Linked DNA regions of Oryctolagus cuniculus: region 2 is linked to region 1. Evidence: chromatin contacts called from public Micro-C data. All regions are on one chromosome and are shown on one strand. Each heading gives the region's core, a stretch centred on a gene start, on an enhancer-like site or on the middle of the called end of the contact. The rest is flanking DNA. Distances are from core to core; before and after follow the strand shown. Region 1 holds the start of TOB1 (transducer of ERBB2, 1). Region 2 holds the start of SPAG9 (sperm associated antigen 9).

What was found. Hi-C and Micro-C count contacts between places; a contact is called where the count stands out from the background.
Region 2: a contact with region 1 is called in a Micro-C map of ear pinna, with 3 times the contacts expected there. The contact joins the promoter of SPAG9 here to the promoter of TOB1 in region 1. A contact is called at or near these places in 2 of 6 Hi-C or Micro-C datasets (ear pinna and psoas muscle).

What each region holds. Positions count from the first base shown.
Region 1 is chr17:26,685,877-26,689,313 of mOryCun1.1, reverse strand. TOB1 (transducer of ERBB2, 1) reads left to right here and starts at 1,700. Exons shown (of 2, transcript XM_002719288.5): 1 at 1,700-2,163. LOC103351544 (a long non-coding RNA gene) reads right to left here and starts at 1,151. Exons shown (of 2, transcript XR_519312.4): 1 at 971-1,151; 2 at 34-729.
Region 2 is chr17:26,933,435-26,936,809 of mOryCun1.1, reverse strand. SPAG9 (sperm associated antigen 9) reads left to right here and starts at 2,012. Exons shown (of 31, transcript XM_051824849.2): 1 at 2,012-2,510. The coding sequence starts at 2,208. LOC138846115 (a long non-coding RNA gene) reads right to left here and starts at 3,274. Exons shown (of 2, transcript XR_011383509.1): 1 at 3,141-3,274; 2 at 2,888-3,015. It also overlaps a transcript of NME1 not described here.

The sequences.
Region 1 (3,437 bases), core at 451-2,950:
ACGTTCATTACAGAAAACCCAAAACAGATGAGCACAGGAACGCCGAACGAATCGTTTATATTACATTTCCATGAAGAGGAAGGTTTTTTTTTTTTTAATATAAACTCAAAATGCTTGCCATAGTTTCACAATTCAGTTCTACTCTCCTCTGTTCGCCACCAAACCATCCCAACCCTAATAAAACAAGCCTAAATGTGGAGTCCCCGGGTACAACTTTAGGGATCCGAGCGACAAAAGGAGGCCCCGGCCACGCCCCATCCCCAGACCCCAGCTGGCCCCCGGCTCCTTCCCCTTCCCGCACGCACGGAGACTTCTGAAACATCGTCTCTCCCTGCGGCTCCTTCTCCGGGGTGGGGTGGGGGGTGTGCAGAAGGCGGCTGCACCCAGATTTCGCGCCCGCACAGCGACCAGCCTCTGGCCCGGACACAGAAAGCGGGTTCGTGCCCGCGCAGCGCAGCGGGTCTACGCCGCGCACCGCCTTCCGCGAGCCCCGCTCTTCCGCGGGCGAAGGCCGGCGGCAGCGGCGGTGTTCCGGGAAGCGCGCCCGGGCGCAGGGCGCAGGGCGCAGGGCGCTCCATTCACGGCCCCGAGGCCCGCTCCCGCCCTCGCTCCCCCTGGACCTTCTCTCCGCTCCAGCGGGTCCGACTCTGACGTCCGTCTCCTGGATACCAGGCGGCCAATCGCCTGCTCCTCAGGGGCCGCGCGTGGCCAATCAGGCGTCGTTGCTACCTGTGAGTAATATTTTTAGCTGCGAGGGACGCCCCACGGCTCCCAGTGTAGCTCGGTGTGTTTCTCCGCGGCCGGTTCTGACAAGCCGCTTGCCCGTCCCCCGTGGGTCCCTCTCTCGCCCCGCTCCCTAGGTTTCCGCACCTACGTCCACCGAAAACCCTCCGGAACGCGCCGTGTTTATTCCGTGCACCTGTGTTAACGCCCTTGCCATGCACAAACGCACACGCACACAGATACATACGCAGCTTGGCACGGCGGCGCCACCCCCCAGCCACCGAGGGGCCCTGGGAGTGACATGTGCTCCTTCTTACGGCCTCGGGCCACCCCCAGCTCCGAGCCGCTGCGGGTCGCCCGGGGAGGCCTGACGCGGGACGGCGGAGGCGGTTAAACTGTCACCTGGGCGGAAGGTGCGGCGAGCTGGCCTCCCGTCCCCACCCCCAGCCCGGCGGCTTTGGGTTCTGCAGTTGCCACTCTGCCGGTGGCAGTTGGCCTAGGCCCTGAGGTGATTAATATTCAATTAACCGAGCGCACGAGCCCCAGTCCCAGTCTAGACTCCCTCGGCGTGGGCCAGAGGTCGACTTGGTAGCTCATCCACCAGAGGGATTTTCCTCGGTCACAGTCCCGCTCGGGCCTGTGCGCATTTTCTGCACCCGACCCCTCGCTCTCGAGGTCCCGGGCCGTCCGCCCCGTTCCCCCTGCCGCTTTGCCACCTGCTTCGCTCCCCTCCCCCTGCCTCCTGGCGCTCTCGGCTGCGTCCGAGCGTCAGCAGCCCTGCCCCACCCCTTTCTACCCTCTCTGACACGTCTCTCCTCCAATCCCCGTCTAAGTTTCCTCTTGGTCCCGCCCACAGCCCCTCCAGACTGTCGGCTCATTGGCCATTCTGGTGCCCGAGGAGGTGTGGCCTTCCCCCACCCGGGCCGTTCGCCGCCCGACGGGACATGGGCAGGCGGGACTTGGCCAATGGCGTCGAGGGGTAGGGCCGGGGTGGAGCGAGCCGGCGAGAGTCCGGGGTGCTGGACGGGGAGGGCGGGGAATGGTTACGCCGCCCCGAAGCTGTGTGACGCGGGCGGGCGCGCGCACCCCCACGGAGGGGATTGGGGGCAGGGAGAAGAATATAAAACGAGAGGCGGGGCGCGCGCCGCGGCAGAAGGAGCGAAGCTCTGGCCCGGCGTGGAGTGGGCGCTCTACGGGGACGCTGGGCCGGGGCACCGGGCTGTGTGGAGAAGTGAGCGCGCTCGCCTGACCCCCGTCCCCGCCACCCCGAGCCAGAAGCCGCGAGCTCCTGAGGCCCGCCCGAGGCCTGCGTCCTCCGTCCGGCGGCGGCGGCGACGACGTCTTGCATTCGGTCGACTCGCCGCTCCCGCGCCCCCGCCCTGCCGCCCCTTCTGCCCTCCCGGCCGCCAGCCTGTGGTGGACGCAACCCCGCAGCAGCCCGTAAGTATCGGCGAGGCGGCGGGCGGCAGGGAGACGGGAGCCCAGACCGGGGCGCCGAAGGAGGGGCTGCAGCGTCGTCGAGCCCCGGGCCCTCGGGGTGGGGTGGGGGTGGGGGGCTCGGGGACGGCGGCTTCGCGGCCGTGGGCGCGGACGGACAGCTCCCGGGACCCGACGGGAGCGGCTCCGGACGCCCGGCCCCGAGGCGTCGGGCTCGGCGGGGGCCCGGCGGGTGACCGGGAAGGGAGGCCCGGGGCGAGCCGCCGGAATCGGGGGTTGGGGCTCCCGGGAGGGGCGGCGAGCTCGCGGGCAACGCTGGGGTGCGAGGGGCCGGTGGCCGCTGAGGCCGAAAATGGTGCCGGGGAGCCGGTGCTCCCCGGGCCCTGGCCGGGTCCCAGGAGCCTCGGGCGGGGGGCGGGGGCGGGGAGAGGCGGGTCAGGTTACGGCGGGGGGAGGGGAGCGGCTGACCGGCGGCGCCGGACCTGCCCGGTGCCCGGTGCCCGGCCGCGGGAGCTGGCCTTTCCCCTTCCCGTGGCCTTCGTCGTCGTTGTCCCCTTCCTCCTCCTCCTCCTCCTCCCCGGGAGCTCGTACTCTTCCTCCTCCTCCACCTCCTCCTGCTGTAGCTGCCGCCGTAGCGCTTGGGCTCCGGGCGCTGTGAGCAGAAATCTAATGAGAACTGGCTGTTTATGTAATTCTCCACACTCCCGTGTTCAGGCGCCGCCTGAAAACTACCTTCCGCCCAGCCCGAATGCGCTCGGCGGCACCTTCCAGCCATCGAGCCTCATCGGCCGCCTCTGCCCGCACTCGGGCGTGGGGCTCGGAAAGTGTGGGTCGTTCGGGCGCAGCCGGGGGCTCCCTTCCCTTTGTCGCCGCGAGCAGGGGAAAAACGGAAGCGGGGCTGCCAGGTCGGTCTTTGCACGACCTTTCCCATCCATCTCCCTGTACACACAGGTCTCCTTTGCAAATATCTTGTGTTTGCCCTTGATCTTTCCTTATCCCCACCCAGTGCTGACCCAGCAAGCGTGTAAAGGTCGACCTTATCATACGTGCCTCATGGCTGTTCTCTTATCCTGAGAGGCTGGGAGGTGCTTTTCAAAATCAGAATAAAACTCCAGCCCTGCCCTTTAAGCAGAATCATCGGTGTTCGGAAATTCATTTGTCGCTCCCGTGCGGTGCCAGAGAAGCACTTGCTTTGCTCTCGCTGTCCAGGAGGTGTTTCCAGAGGTAGAGAGGGACGCACCGCCAGGCCCGGGGTCGTGTGCCTGCCTTAGTATAGT
Region 2 (3,375 bases), core at 763-3,262, 250 kb before region 1:
TATATATATCTCATGTATTTTTGAGCTTATAACTTAAAAAATCTTATACAAAGACATAATTATAATCTTGTACCTGAAAACTGGCATTTTCTCCTAAATTTTCTGATGTGTGTAGTAATGTTGTGGAAAGGCAAAATAGAGAGTTCTCTAAGCTTTGCTGCTCATCTGACTCCCAGAAAAATAGAATCACATTAATATAGATTGCCTTGGTACATCCCTCCAGAAGAGAGAAGAAAGCAAAAAAAGAAATCAGAGTAAGACATTTCCTGATTTTCAGATGTTAAGAAGAGAAAGAACATTTAGGGCTCACACCCAACCAAGTAGTCTGCACTTCTATAACCCAGACATCCCCAAACAATATAAGGGTGGATGTGGGGTGAGGGTGAAAAAACAAGACAGCACAGAACACAAATTCAGTACATCTGAGGTAAGACTTAGCATTTTGTTTTGTTTTTTCTTCTGACTCTATAAATTGACTGTGGCCCAACCTTCATACTGTTTTCATTGGTCTTCAGGTGGGTCAAGAGCAGACTTGGGGCCAGCGTTGTGGCACAGCGGGTTAAGCCACACTTATATGAGAAGCTAGCATCCCATTTGAGTGTATAGGCTGGAGTCCTGGGTGCTCCACTTTGGAATCAAGTCCCTGCTAATGTGCTTGGGAAAGCAGTGGAAGATGGCCCAAATACTTGGGCCCCGCCACCCACGTCGGAGACCCTGATGGAGTTCTTGGCTTCTGCTTCAGCCTAGCTTGGCCTCAGCAGTGGAGGCCACTTGGTTAGTGAACCAGCGGATGAAGATCTCTGTCTCTCCCTCTCTCTGTGTAACTCTGCTTTTCAAATAAATAAATCAATCTTAAGTTAAAAAAAAAGTGGGAGACTTTGGGGGACTAATTCATGCTTGGTGAGAGGAACTTGAAAACACCAAGTTGAGGGTATTTATGATCTGGGGAAGTGGCAGATTTCCCCTCCTAAATCCTTGTTTATCTCAATCCTGACTTCCCTCCTCCTGTTAGGTGAGTCACTGAGGCGAAGAGAAGGGGCTTTGAGAACGTATTCCGACCCACTTGGACGCTAGATGAGAACACGGAGAAGTTATCCTTGACTCAGCCCGCTGCAGGCTTGGGTGTTGTGTCATTCCCCACACGTGACGCTGTCCCAGGGCGGAGGAGACCTCACACACCATGGGACTTATTCACCCCAGTGACTCCACCCCTTCCCTCCTCCACTCCTCTTCCAGACCAGCGGAGAGGAAGGTGGCTGGAGCCTGGCGATTGCCTCCGCAGAGCTGGCCGGGAGCAGCAAGAAATTCCATGTTTGGGAAAGTGCAGGATGTGGCGTTACAGTCCTACCCTTCTCCAGAATCCTTTGTACTTCCTGTTTTAGGTTATCCTTATTCCTCCCTCCCATCTCAAAACAGCTGTAGCCCACTGCAGACCACCTTAAAAAGCACTCAGACCATCTCCTGGTTATGGTTGTTGCCCCCCACCCCGCCACTGTTGTTCCTTTTTCTCTGAGCCCGGAATTCTCCGTCACAACTGGTCTGAGTCCCGACTCGGCCTCTTTCCTGATTCTTGACCTTGAGTGAACCACAACTTTTCGGGGCCTGGTTTCTTTGTCCGTGAAACGGGGGCCAACTGTCTCCGCACCGCGCCTGTTGTGACCGTCAAATAAGAATGAGCTTTGTGAGCTGTAAAAAGCAATACCCTTAGCCACGCTCGTCCTGGATGCCAGTCACTCTTCCGGAACCCCTCCCTATCCTCTGGGATCGCCCCACAAGTCCGGCCTCAGGCTGACACTTCTCCCCACCCTACGCTCCACAGCCTTTCCCATTGGCGTCGCGCCCGTCGCGCGGCGCCCAGTGCTGACGCCACAGCCAGCCTCCGCCGGCGCGCGACGACCGCAGCCCCGCCCTCGGCCGCGCCTGGCCTCCCGCGGGGCCCCGCCCATCGGGCCGACGCGGCGCCCGCCCCGCCCCCGGGTGACGTGTTGCGCGCGCGGCCCGGCAGCCCCGGCAGTTGGTGCTGCGGCGGTTGGGGTGAGTGCGCTCACCCCTCCCCTCCCCTCCTCCGGCCCCGGCCCCGGCCCCGACTCGGCCGGGCCCAGCCCCAGCCCCAGCGCCAGCCCCAGCCGGGCCCGTCCCGTGCGGGCCGGTGCCGCTCCTCAGCCGGCGACGCCCCGGGCTGCCCGCCCGCCCGCCCGCCCGCCACCATGGAGCTGGAGGACGGTGTGGTGTACCAGGAGGAGCCCGGTGGCTCCGGGGCCGTGATGTCGGAGCGGGTGTCCGGCCTGGCCGGCTCCATCTACCGCGAGTTCGAGCGGCTCATCGGGCGCTACGACGAGGAGGTGGTCAAGGAGCTGATGCCGCTGGTGGTGGCCGTGCTGGAGAACCTGGACTCGGTGTTCACGCAGGACCAGGAGCACCAGGTGGAGCTGGAGCTGCTGCGGGACGACAACGAGCAGCTCATCACCCAGTACGAGCGGGAGAAGGCGCTGCGCAAGCACGCCGAGGAGGTGAGGGCCGCCGGCCGGCGGGCAGGGCGCGCGCCGCGGGGCCGGGGTCGCGGCCCGGCCAGGGCCGGAGGCGCGCCGGGCCTCCCGGAGGGCGGGCCGGATGCCGAGGCCCCGCGTCAGCGAGCCCGGCGGCCTCGGGGGACCCCGGGACCCCGGGACCCCGGCCGGCGTTGGAAGCCAAGGCAGGCCAGCGTGTGTCCGGGCGAGGGAGGGAGCGCGATGGGAGAGGCCAGGCCCGGAGGAAGCGGCAGCCTGGCCCGAGGACCCCTGGGGGTGGCCGAGGGCGGCGGTCTGAGGCCGTCTGCCAGCTTGGGGTCGTCGGGGGAAGTTTCCGACCACCGTAGGCCGGTCGGAGGGCGGCTCAAACTTTTACCGTTGGGAAGGGGGACACTTCTGTCCTGGATCTGTAACTTGCGCTGGTTCCAGTACCTTTCCAGGGGTTGCCCGCTGCTTTGGAAGTCGGAGATCTCCCTCTTTCGGTCAGTTCTTCCTTGACGTTTTAATCCTGTTAAGAAAGAGGTCTTGTTTTCACGTCTCGTGTGCCTTATCGGGTTCCTGCTTTCTCAAGACGCAGATGCTGCGCCGCGGTGCTCGGTAGAGTACATAATGGTGTTCTGTCGGTACCCTCACCCGAGCATTCCTCCCTGTCAGGTGGTAACCTTGGACAGTTCCCCTCAGAAACCCTCTGTTTATAAAGACGCCTGGGGGGGCGGGGTTGAGGAGGTGCAGGTGACTGTCGCAGCACGTTTGCTGTCTGAGTCTCCTTTTATACTGCGGATTACAGGTGCACTTGCCCGGCTGTTACCTGGCACCGGAGCGCTGACCTCACTCTCTGCGGTCCTTGGCATCTTGAGAGACAGACTTT